3 separate regions of the Mus musculus genome follow, and regions 1 and 3 are each linked to region 2. The links are chromatin contacts, called in public promoter capture Hi-C maps. All regions are on one chromosome and are shown on one strand. Each heading gives the region's core, a stretch centred on a gene start, on an enhancer-like site or on the middle of the called end of the contact. The rest is flanking DNA. Distances are from core to core; before and after follow the strand shown. Region 1 overlaps Gm30219 (a long non-coding RNA gene). Region 2 holds the start of Sstr2 (somatostatin receptor 2). Region 3 has its middle 170 kb from the start of Gm30337.

Region 1 (4,085 bases), core at 309-2,808, 2.0 Mb before region 2:
CTGGGTCCAGTTAAGCCCTTCCAGGGTCAGAGACCTATGGGGCCCTACCACATTCTTTAGATCTGCTAGTGAACAACAAATTCTAGGAGAGGGAATAGCACAGCACCAAGTCATGCGAGGACTAGTGACCCATTAGGCACTTACAAGAAGATTCCAACATGGGATCATACAAGACTGCCTCGACTATTGATTCTGCAACAAAGTTCTAAACAAAACCAAAGCTAAACAAGCAAACACACTGGAGAGAGATATTTGTAGGGAAGGGAGGATGATGGGAGCAGGAGGCAAATGGGAAAGAGTGGGAGGGAGATTGTACAAAATATGCAGTGTACATCTTTGAAAGTGTAGAAAAACTAAATTTAGTAGAGGAAGGAATAGATTTGTCTGTGAGCGCCTCAGGTTGCCTGTAGATGGTATAAAATATTACAATCAGATGTGTTAAACAATGAAGCCCTGTTCAATTGCTTTGGGAGGTCTATAAGCAGAATATCTCTCTTTGAGGGCTGGGGACTGCCAGCACGGCTGCCATGGGGGTCTCAGTTCAACTCCCATCAGTGAAACAAAAAAGAAAAAAATAGGAAGAAAAAGCAGAACAATTACTCGACACACAAACAAATGAAAAGAACCCAGTCACTAGGGCTTCCGAGATCCTAACCAAACTAGATGTCACCTGCCTGTTCTGTGTTCAGTATGGCCCAGCGACACTGAGCCTTTGAATCTCATTGGCTGGCATGCTTATTCGGTATCTCATGCTTTGCTCTTGTTTATTACCACTCACATCTCAAAGCAAATGTCACTTATTCATCATATAGTCACATGTGTCTCTATAGATATTCATTATATAGACATATATGATCACTGCCTGTCGATCACTCCAGTTTACATGATCCCATTCCTCTCATTTATTTCATTCACTAACATCTGACATTATTTGTTTTATTTATACTAATTGGTCTAATGTAAAAGACAAAGATGAGATATCTCAAGCTATTAGAATCCTTAGAGTTTGAGGCTATTAAACCCTTGGTGCCTATAACTAACCACAGTGTACATTGAATAAAGTAGATTTCTAAATGAGCATCAATTCTTTTTTGTCTCTATGCCGCTAGAGAAAAAAATACATGCTAAAATTTAGTACAGGATACTTAGATAGTGTCTATAGCATGTGATTTCGTTCCAAGTTATATTCAGAGTCAGCCGCACGTCATCAATGATTTTGGCTAAATGGAAGTTGAAAAAGTAGAAAAATTTGTTTTTAGCACCTAATTTGAATTTGAAGGGAAGAAAGCACCATGCTGTGAACGGTCCCTCATCATTTCGTTGAAACTGATCTGATGTGGATTTAAGGTACATTAAAGGGGTTTGGAATTGAAGACAAGGGCCTGTAAAGATAATATATTATTCCAGCCTTCACTGCTTCCCTAAAAATTGAAATTGTGTTCCCCGCCATCCTCCTCTGGGAAGGACGGCTTACACCAGCCAGGCTTGCCTGCATTTGATTGTTCAGCTGTATATCAACCAGTGTGGGTTCAGCAGAGGTCTCCGCCATAACCCTCCAGGAACCCAAACCACCCAAACATCGTACGACAGGGATCAGGCTTCGGTTTAAGCGCTGCTCCCGACACACACGTGTGTTCCAGTCATTTAGGAAGGTGTGATTAAAAACCATTATGTGCCCTAACAGATGTGACCTTAAAGAATCTACTATGGTTTAAAAAAAAAAAAATAAAAAGGGGCACAAAGTATTGCATAGCAATAGTGGTTAGACTAACACCAGGAAAGTATTATAGGAGCTGAACCACACTGAACAACTTTCATTGATTACTACCTTCTGTTTCAAGAAAAATACCACGATGTTTAAGAATGAGATGCAATGTTCTTATCCCAGCCCCCTCTTCCCATCGCCCTAACTCTCATGGTTCTAATGAGGAAGAAATTGAACCCCACGGATGGTAGATTTTAAATCTTCTTCACTGAAGAGGAATTATTGGATTGCTACCATCTTCGTCTCTCTAGTCAAAGATAATTCAACCCATGTGCTATGAACATACAAAACAAACAAAATAAAACCATGGAGACCATTTAGAAAATGAAATCTCCTTGTTTTCAAATCTCCGATACACGCTAAAAGTCTGTTTAGTGATCTTAAGAAGTGAGTTAGTTATTTTGTTTTTCACCACATCAGTTCTGCTCTCGGGCACCCCTACTAATTCTCAGAATTCATGTAAGCATATCATAGTTTGTACATCTAATATCCCAACTGTACATTTATAAATCCCAACTACCATGTCAACAATGGTATTATACTGCAATGTACATGGTCAATGCAACAGCTCTGTATGTCTGAATCAACAATCTGTGCTGTTCATAAAGTTGGGCAGGATTTTCTGCTCATCTCACCAAGAATATTTTTTTGCATTCTTGATTTTATGTCATAGCTTTATGTCATTTATTTTTATTATTTTGTGTGTTTGTTTCTTTGTTTGTTTTGTCATGGAAAGGTATACCACAATATGTGTGGAGGTCAAAGAATATCTTGCGGGAATCTATTTTTCCTTCCCATCAGATGGGTCCTGGGGATTGGCCTCAGGATCAGAAGCCTATACAATGAGTACTTTTAGCCACTGAGTCATCTAGTCAACTGTCTAAGCCATTCTTTGAGTCTTGTACAAAAAAAAAAATAAAGTCTGTCAGCTTAAAACTGTGACTACTCAATGTACAGTCTGTAATGCCAGGTGTAAAATACTGAAAAATTATATGGGGGAAATGAGTCAGAGAGAAAGAACCATTGCTGTGTGAACACGAAGAACTGAGTTCAAATCCAGGCTCACAACTTTAAATAGCAGGCACGACTCAGAACATCTGTAAACCAAGGGCTCTGGTGAAGAGCAGAGACTAGAAGACCTCTGGGGGTTGATTGCTACCAGCCTAGCTACAAGTTCAGTGAGCTTCCTTATCTCAAGGGAAGAAAGGTATGATAGAGAAAGAATGTTAGATAACTTCTAGTCTTAGCATGCAGACACTCAACATATAAACACTTATAGACATAAGTGCATATCACACACATACACATGAACACACACATTCAAAACATATACATACACTATGTGTATATATAACAAATGCTTTAAAAAGTAAGTCAATTAGTTATATGATTGATTCATTTTAATAATGTTTGTTCTATTGAGACCAGAACATTCCTCCATTATCAAGTTGAAAAGACACCTGTGTTTTTAAACTTTAATATTATTTATATTTGATGTGCTTTCATGGTATTTATACATTTTTCAGTGATAGTATTATATAAAATTGTTTAACATTGGAAAAGATAGCTATAATTCTCTTATGTGGTAAAAACAGAAGCTTTAAGAGAACTAAACATATTATAGTTAATGTCTTACTATTCTTGCAATGTTTCGTTAAACTATTAACAGTTTAAAGAAACAGTCAAGTAGAAAGTAATTTATAATAAAATATGTTTAAAGTTAAAAAAATGTATTTATTTGGTTTCAATCGTACCCTGAATAACCGGTACATATAAAAGTATTCAATTCTGAAATTTAAATAGATGTGTTGCTTAAAATAAGCTCCATGAACATACTTGTCTGCATCTCCTGATTCCAACCAATTTAAAAATTACTTTAATGTTTGTAAAATAGGGGTCTGCTGCTATGGGTAATTGCAATGGCATGTAATGTAGGTTTAACATTATGGTGGGTTCCATGAAGTGGTATTGTAATCAAGAAACTAGAAAAGCACATCTCTTTATCCCTGCCTTAAGAAAGTCTCTCAAAATCTTAACAAACAATAGGGCAGAGTACGTGGATTTAGGTTCTCCATAACTTATAGCTTCTCTAAATATTAGTGTGTGCGAATGTGGATATGTATGAGTTGTGCAGTATGTGTGTATGTGTGTATGAGTGTATGCATGTGATGTATTTGTGTGTGCACACATGTGTGTCTTGTGTGGTATGTGGTACATATGTGTGTACATGAGTGTGTGCAAGTGCATGTGTACATATGAATGTATATGTGTTGTGTTGTATATGTGTATGTGTATATAGTGTGTGTGTATAGCTATCAGC
Region 2 (3,668 bases), core at 955-3,454:
GATACCAAGCAAGCCAGTGAGGAGGTTATCTCTTTTGCAACCCGTGTATTTTTCTGGTTCAAGGTCTCGTTACATAGTTACTAAAGGAGCTGTTGAGGAAGGACAGGCCTGCGGCAGATTGCTGGGTGGGTGTCAAAAGGGCAGGGTATTGTCAAACCAGGATTGGGAACTCAAACCTGGAGGCTGGAGGGGCGGTGCAGCGAAGCCAAAGGTGATCTCAGAGCTCTGTGGAGGCATTCACAGGTCGGGGGAGGGGAGAGAGGCACACAACCGGACCGGACAAAATCAATAATTGTTCTAGATGACCTTTTCTGCTCTCAAGGTCAAAGTGTTCAGATCTCACGGGGCCCAGCTGCAAAAGAGATAGGCATGCCCTGGTTTCATCTATCCATTGGGGCTGAGCCTGGCAGACCTGACTCTGAGAGAGCTGAGGGAAGACTTCCCAAGTGCACGGAGGGTGGATTTTATTGTGTGTGCTCAGCATGTTAAGAGCATACAGAAATGATCCCCACGTTGTTTGGGAAAGGATTATTTAGCTGATAAGGACAGCCTGCTTTTTTGCTGGTGGTGTTGATATGGAACCAAAAGTACAGAAACCAAAAAAACCTGTACACTGCCCCCTGGGGGTCACCTTGTGTATGAGAGAAGGAACTACTGAGAACCAGGGGTTCCTGTTTTTGAATGAGCTATTTTGCTAGACAATACACAAACTGCAGCAACAGGTGACGAACTTTTACAAGGTCTCATGACACTCGAAGAGAGCCGAGCTCAGAATGGACACTTCCTGGCTCTTCATCCTTCTCTGTTCCCGGAAGGGTTTTTAACTAGAGGGGGCAATAGGCATTGTAACAACTGTGTCTCAGGGAGGAGGAGGCCTGAGCTCACTCAGGGCCCCTTCTTTCCCCCAGGGCCACTCCCCTCGTTCTGAGAGCTGCACTATTCAACCCTTCAACCCCGCCCATAAAAAAACCTAAAGACAAGCCAACCCACACAACACTAGGACCCGACAACCACTGCTTCAATCTCCATCAAGTCCACAGAGCCCACACATCTCGTAGAGATGGTGCCAGTGAGCGACACTCTGACTTACAAGAATTCCGGGCTGCTTTTACCTGCTGCCTGGCTCCCTGTCAAAACTCACCGCACATACACAACTCCTGGATTTATGCTTTTCCCCGATGAACCCGCAAGCAGATCAAAAACAGGATGGCTGCATCAGGACCCACAGAGAAAGCTAATCGGGGGGGGGGGGGTTTGTTTTCTGATTTTTCATGTTCTAGAAACCACCAGGGTGCACTCACTGTCTCTGTCTGTCTGTCTGTCTCTGCCCCTCTCTCTCTCCTCTCTCTCCCCTCTCTCTCCTCTCTCTCTCCTCTCTCTCTCTCTCTCTCTCTCTCTCTCTCTCTGGGGGAGTGTTAAGAGGTGAAGGAAGGGAGGCTACAGGATTGATTATGACTTATTAAACTATTGGAACATCGGCTGAATCATCACAGTCAAAAAATAAATAGCTGCAACTTGATGCGACACATCTCCCACTTCTTGTGAGTCCCTCCTTGCTCCCGCAGAGCGCCACAGCGCGCGTAGGCGGAACGGTTGGGCTGGGGCTGGGTCAGACCAGCAAGCAGTGACTGACGGGCTAAATTAAAGCTAGAAGAGACTGCATGGCCCGGGGCCTCCAGTTGGGAGAGCGGTGGAGCCCGCGGAGCCTGCTGGCTGCAGGAACTGAAGCCAGGTGCCCCGCGCTTGCACACCTGCAGGCGCCTGCACGGGAGACACGCTTGCTGCTGTCACCCCTTTTTCCTCTGCCCTTAGCCTGACTCTGCAACCTGTGCCCTGTTCCCGGGACTGGACCGTGGTAGGCACGGCTTTGCAAACTTGAGAACACGTCTTAAAGGTCCCGGAGCTAGTCTAGGTCACCCAAGTCGCCGCACCAGCTGCCTGGAATTTGTTGGGTAAAACCAGACCGAGTCACTGAAATCGGAAAGAAAGCCACGCGCGCCCTCATAGGGAGGAGTCGTGGAGACACTGACATCGCTTCACCATCCAACAGCATCAAGGTCTGCTGTCTTATCCTGGGCCACCCGCAGGTTTTCTCCACTCTGCTCACCGGGTCCAACAGGACCCGGCAGGCGGAGCCAAGCTGCCGTGACGTCACGGGCGGGGGCGTGGGGAAGTGTGCCCAGGGGCTGCCACCCGCCCGGGCCACTGCTAGCGGCGCAGCCACCGGCGCGCTCGCGAGGCCACCGGCGCCTGGAGCACCAGTCCGCGGCTGGGCGTCAATGATCTACAGGCCAAGCTAGCTCTCTCGGGGCCCGGGCAAGCTCTCTCAGACGCCAGAAGGGCCAGCACGAGCCAGCCAAGGAAGCTGGGAGCCCCGGGAGCCACTGCTGAGCGCCAAACACCCGCTAAGCCTGCTGTGCTCCTGGACGCCCAGCTGGGTAAAAGAACAGCTTCTGGGTGCTAGAGAACACAGGGAAGCGAGTGCTCGAGGAAAACCAAGGTGAGGGGTGCCAGTGTGCATACGCGTGTGTCACCGTGAGATGGAGGGAGGGACAAGCACACTTTGGGCACCTGCATGCATCTGTTCTGGGGATAGACCGCCGATCCCGGCGACCTGCACGTTGGTCCCGGCGCGCAAATTCTCTGTTTTTGTGCCTTTGGAGGTGACAGGTGGATGAAAGATGCATATCGTGGTGTCTGGGGTGGAAAGGTAGTGTGTTCTGGGACGGATTTGTTCTCAAAGAAAATGCCCAAGTACCGTGGCGTGTGCCCTGCGTGTCCGATGGGGACAACTTGTTTCCTAGCCACCTGCGAAACAGCCCTGGTCCGAGGAAAGAGACACCAGCTAAAGGAGAAGGGACATGCCAAGTGCCACCACAGGGTCCACAGTCTGAGACCTAAGTTAGGGAGGGACAGTGATGGGGACGTCACCGAAAAAGAAGGAAAGCAGATTCTTCAGGGCTCTTTATCGCCCTGATGGGGAGGCAGCCCAAATTCGTCTGCGGTCAGGTCCCCCTCCCTCCCCCCCCCCCCCACCCGCCGCCCTCAGGCAGAGAATCTGTCTAGATTGGAGAGAACCAGCTACTGAATGGTCAGGTCCCCAAGCGACTGTCAGCGCTCCTAGCTGCCCCTGGCACCTCAGTCCCCTCTGCGTTTCGAAGCTGGACATTGCAGGCACCGCAATCCACTCTCCCTCAGTCTGCCTAGAAACGGTAAAGATCCCTTAGGGAACACGTTGTTTCCAGAGTCAGCGAGTTATGACCCTAAATATTTTCCTCACACTAACTCCATCGTCCTGAGCCTCGCTTATCTACCTTCGCCCCAATGGCGAGGGGCACTCTAGCATCGTGGTGGGCTACACAGGGCTGCTGCAAGTTCCAACCTCAGATTCTTGGAGGGGTGTGTGTGTGTGTGTGTGTGTGTGTGTGTGTGTGTGTGTGTGTAGGTGTCTGGTAGGCTTGGAGATGGGGAGGTCTTGAGGGCTCACAACAGAAAGATGCTGGAAAGAAACTAAACCCACCTGTCCCTCCTCTAGTTGTGGAGCAGTCTGTGGGAGGGAAAGAGGGGGTTCCTGAGTGGAAACCCTTCTTTCCATCGGAGCCAGGGGACGCCACCCACCAAGCTACAGGCCAGTATTTAGCAGCAAAGCAGAGAGCCTGACTTCCCAG
Region 3 (4,017 bases), core at 1,002-3,501, 1.6 Mb before region 2:
TTATGCCAATTGGGCTACTTGAAAGCTTAATGCTAGCTTGGAAGATATAACAACAACAACAACAAAAATTAACTGTTAGAGAAACAATATTTGAACACACACAATGTGTGTAAGAGAGAGAGAGGGGAAGAGGGAGAGAAAAGGAGAGAGAGAGAGACAGAAGCAGAGAAAGATCTCTCTGGTACATCTCAAAACTGAACAGCATAAAAAGCAGCAATTTATTTAGCTTAACTAACCTGGTTGTAGTCATCTGTAAGCCACCTCATTATCTGCTTCCCGAACCTGCCAAAAGTGCAGCCTTCATTCATTGACACATAGAAAAAGAACAGGAGAAAGGCTAAAAATAAATTCCAGGGGCAAACTCTACTGACCACAACTTATCAAGCAATACATAAAAATTAAAAACAAACATAACTCTAAAGAGAACAGTAGGAGCTGGAGAGATGGCTCAGTGGCTGAGAGAACTTATAGTTCTTGCAGAAGACCCAGGCTCCCTGCACTTGCATGGTGGTTCATGACAATCTGTGACTCCAACTTAAGGTTTCTAACACACTCTTCTGGCCTCTCTGAGCGCCATGCATACAGAAGGTGCACATGCATACATGCGGGCAAAACTCTCATACACGTAAATTTCAATAACATCTTTACAGAGAGATAACAGTAAAGAAATAATTAACATAGGAATCTGATTTACTTAGGGGAAGTAGTGTGTGTGTGTGTGTGTGTGTGTGTGTGTGTGTGTGTGTGTGTGTGTGTGTGTGTTTAAATGTATTGTCCTTGTCTCCGGGCAACTTTTGGGAATCGATTTCTCCTTTCATCATCTGGGTTCTTATGATGAGATTTGGGCCATCAGGCTTGGCAACGAGTGCCTTCCCTTGCCAGCTTTCCACTGATTCTGAGACACAATCGTTCACTAGCCTCGATTCTTTGGTACATCTAGGCTTCTTTCTAGTAATGGATCAGCTGCCTCTGCCTCTTCCTTGGTTTGGAAACCAGGGTCTCCACCTTTGTCACCTGACTCAAGAGCAGGTATGAGATCATTTCCTCTGGTTTGCTTCCACTGGCTGTGATAATCTTGGTGTCACGGCTTAGTGTCCCCACCTGCTTTTGAGCCCTTTCCAATTCCCTAAGCACTTCCCATCACATTCTTGTATTTCAAGAACAAGAGGAAACGATCGAACTTGATGCGCACCTGTGTGATGTGGGGACCCAACAAGCAAAACAAGAAAAGAAATAAAATAAACACCTTATTATATTCAAGCTGGACCAGGTCCAGGGAGGTGTCGGAAAGCTTCTGTCTGCGGAAAACCAAGCTGGTGGGGCTGATAATGATTACTGGATGTCAAAGGGGTAAGAAAGAAAGCCCTTTAACAACAACCTGCAGACACCATAAGATCATATTCTTTGCAGCTTCCCTGTTTAGTGGCTTTAGTTAACACTGCTTGCTTCATTATGGCAGTCAGGTATCCGCAACAATGGGTGGCAAGGAGAGACTAAGATTGCCACGTGTTTATAGATGCCTGCAGGACTTAAAGTCATAGAACTAATTTTTTTCTCCCCTCCCCTAATACCCAATTGGAAAGAGGGAGAATATGAGCACAGGGGATTTGAAAATATGCTTCATTTGATGTATTGATCTTATTGCTGAATTCTTGGCATGATAGTAGTACATGCCCTTTCACTTCCCCCTGTACTTCTCATTTCTATGACAATTTTCTGATCTTATAACACATAATTCACTGGGTAACTTTACAAAAAAATAAAAATATAGAGCAAAACAGTGCTATTTTAGATATTTTACTTTATGGCTCTACACATGATCCTTGCGTGGAAACATTGCAGAGAAATCTAAGTTAAAAGACAAAAATAGGACTATAGAATGGGACTATCAATTTACAGACATGATTATAATTTGTTTTAATCCAGAATAAAATAATGGGGCATATGTAAAAGGAAAAAAATATCTGTTTTAATCACCTTTTATTGAAAATGAATACAATAGAAAATGAGATTTATATTTTAGTTTCCATTCAACTGTTTGCCAATATCTTATCTGGAGTAAGGTAGAAAGCATGGACATTCATGCTCAGGCACCTCATGATTAGTATTTATCAAGCATGAGAGTCTTTTCCTGCAGGACACACGGATTGCCTCCATTCGCTGGGGGAGCCGAGTCTCACACGAAGCAGAACTTCTGATGTCCCTGGCAAGTCTGCTGACTGAAGGGAAAGTGTTTATTGATTCAACCTTTCCATAACCCTCTACTAAAGTAAATATGTCTGAAAGAACTAAGCCAACATCAAATTTCACTCAACTACCATGTGGCCCTCTTGACATAAAGAACTTGGCATCAGCCACTACCCTAGCCCAGGCCCCGGTAGAAGAGAAGGCATGCTTTTCATATGATACTATGTGTGGTATAACAGGCGCCCATCTCTGATGTCCTGTTTCATGTTCTGTCTAGCCTTGCTAATATGTAACTAAATTTTGAACACAGCCTCACATAACCCTGTTTGGAAATGCCACATTCCTTGAGTGACAAGCTGATATGAGTCACTTCTATCAAGTAATTCAAGCATCTGCGTAATTTAAACATTTTTAGAATTCTCACCTTCTTATCATTTAAGTTTGCAAAATAATTTTATAGGTGACTATTAAGCTTGTGTCATCTCGACTCCTCTGTCTTTCTCCTTCAGCTTTTCTCTTATCCACTCCCAAACTCTCTCAAATAATTCTTTATTATGGTCACAGGTGTGTGCAAACACAAATACAACTTACTGACTTCCTTTGTCGATGCTCAAATGCACATGTGTTTGGGGCTCATCAATTCAGATTAGATAACCTCTCAGGGTTATCTAATCCAGATCAGCAACCCTTGATTACCTATTTCTTCACATTTAGCAGTCAGGCTTCATAAGCTTTTCCCCATCTACAACATCATGTCAAACAGTCATAATTCAGTTTCTTTTTAGGTAACCATACTGTTGAGATATTGTGGGCGCAGCTCCCCTGCCGTGTCTAGGAGCTGCTTTGATTGGTTGTGGAACCCTTTAATAGTAAGTATCCATCTGCTGCAAAATGAAGCTTCTCTGACTAGGAGTAAACTACACTTATCTAGAGGTATAAGGTTAAGTATTTGGATTACAGTTAGATACTACATTGACTTATGCAAATTGCCAGAGGAGATTTTGTTAGTGGTGAAATCTTCTATCTACCATGACATTTAGGATTATAACCAAAGCATATTAAAATCAAGTAGGGAAAGCCTAAAGATAGAGCATCCAATAGTTGAATATCATTCTTTATCTTGATTTAAACAAGGACTCCCTATTGGCTAAATCCAACCAAAATCCAGAGGGTATGGAAAGCATATAGTGTTGTGTATATAGATCATCCTCATGGGGCAGAAAGCAGAGTAAAATCAAACATCATATCCTGCACCAAGGTCCTTCAGGACACAAAGAAGGAACATGTGTGTGTGTACTGCCACCAGGAATGTCTCAGCTTCTTGTGTTAGGTTATGTAGAATCACCTTTCCCACTTCTGTCACATTTAGCCTGATTTGTAGTGAGTGCTACTATTGTGTTAACACAACCACATTTGACTAAAGCATGACCATTCCAGTAACCACCAGTCAGCCATGTTGTCTCATGCAAGAATTCTAAGAGTCCATGCTCACTGAAACTTCCACTTCTCGTTGACCTTAATTGATATACACCATGAACTATTCTAGATATATAACAGTTTCAGAGGAATGCGTTTATCTTTTGAATCATAACTTAATTGTTTTCTTTGGAAGGAAGAATGCCCCTACACACTTGGTATTAAGGCCTACCCTTCACTGTCAACATTTTTGTAAAAATTCAAATTAAAATGTTACTTCTGGTAGTTTCTTATTTAGTTTTGGATGTGTCCTGTTTCAGTGCCTCCCTGATGATGTCTTTAAGAAAAGGAGATGTTTCATCATCAAAGGGCAAAACCTGCTAAGAGATGTTAATATCTAAGGATGTTAATGTT

Evidence for each region. Promoter capture Hi-C pulls out the DNA fragments that hold promoters and counts their contacts.
Region 1: a contact with region 2 is called in a promoter capture Hi-C map of second pharyngeal arch cranial neural crest, with 12 times the contacts expected there. The contact joins the enhancer-like site here to the promoter of Sstr2 in region 2. A contact is called at or near these places in 12 of 39 promoter capture datasets (the 3T3-L1 cell line, 3T3-L1-derived adipocytes, the C10 cell line and 7 more), 5 of 484 Hi-C or Micro-C datasets (cerebellum, cerebral cortex, cortical neurons and 1 more) and 2 of 115 datasets of contacts at active chromatin or transcription factors (astrocytes and embryonic forebrain).
Region 3: a contact with region 2 is called in a promoter capture Hi-C map of liver, with 4 times the contacts expected there. The contact joins the enhancer-like site here to the promoter of Sstr2 in region 2. A contact is called at or near these places in 5 of 39 promoter capture datasets (the 3T3-L1 cell line, hippocampal neurons, liver and 1 more).

The regions. Positions count from the first base shown.
Region 1 is chr11:111,646,598-111,650,682 of GRCm38.p6, forward strand. All of the region lies in intron 2 of Gm30219 (a long non-coding RNA gene), which reads right to left. Among named protein-coding and RNA genes, the nearest start is that of Gm30219, 10 kb to the right of the region's middle. Within about 2 kb of position 1,559, at least 1 of the 459 cell types and tissues checked has an H3K27ac peak or open chromatin away from gene starts, as enhancers often do. A contact at or near this core is called in second pharyngeal arch cranial neural crest, where this site is marked.
Region 2 is chr11:113,617,123-113,620,790 of GRCm38.p6, forward strand. It overlaps Sstr2 (somatostatin receptor 2), which reads left to right and starts at 2,205. Exons shown (of 2, transcript NM_001042606.3): 1 at 2,205-2,500. It also overlaps a transcript of Slc39a11 not described here.
Region 3 is chr11:111,968,835-111,972,851 of GRCm38.p6, forward strand. No RefSeq gene overlaps it. Among named protein-coding and RNA genes, the nearest start is that of Gm30337, 170 kb to the left of the region's middle. Within about 2 kb of position 2,252, at least 3 of the 459 cell types and tissues checked have an H3K27ac peak or open chromatin away from gene starts, as enhancers often do. A contact at or near this core is called in liver, where this site is marked.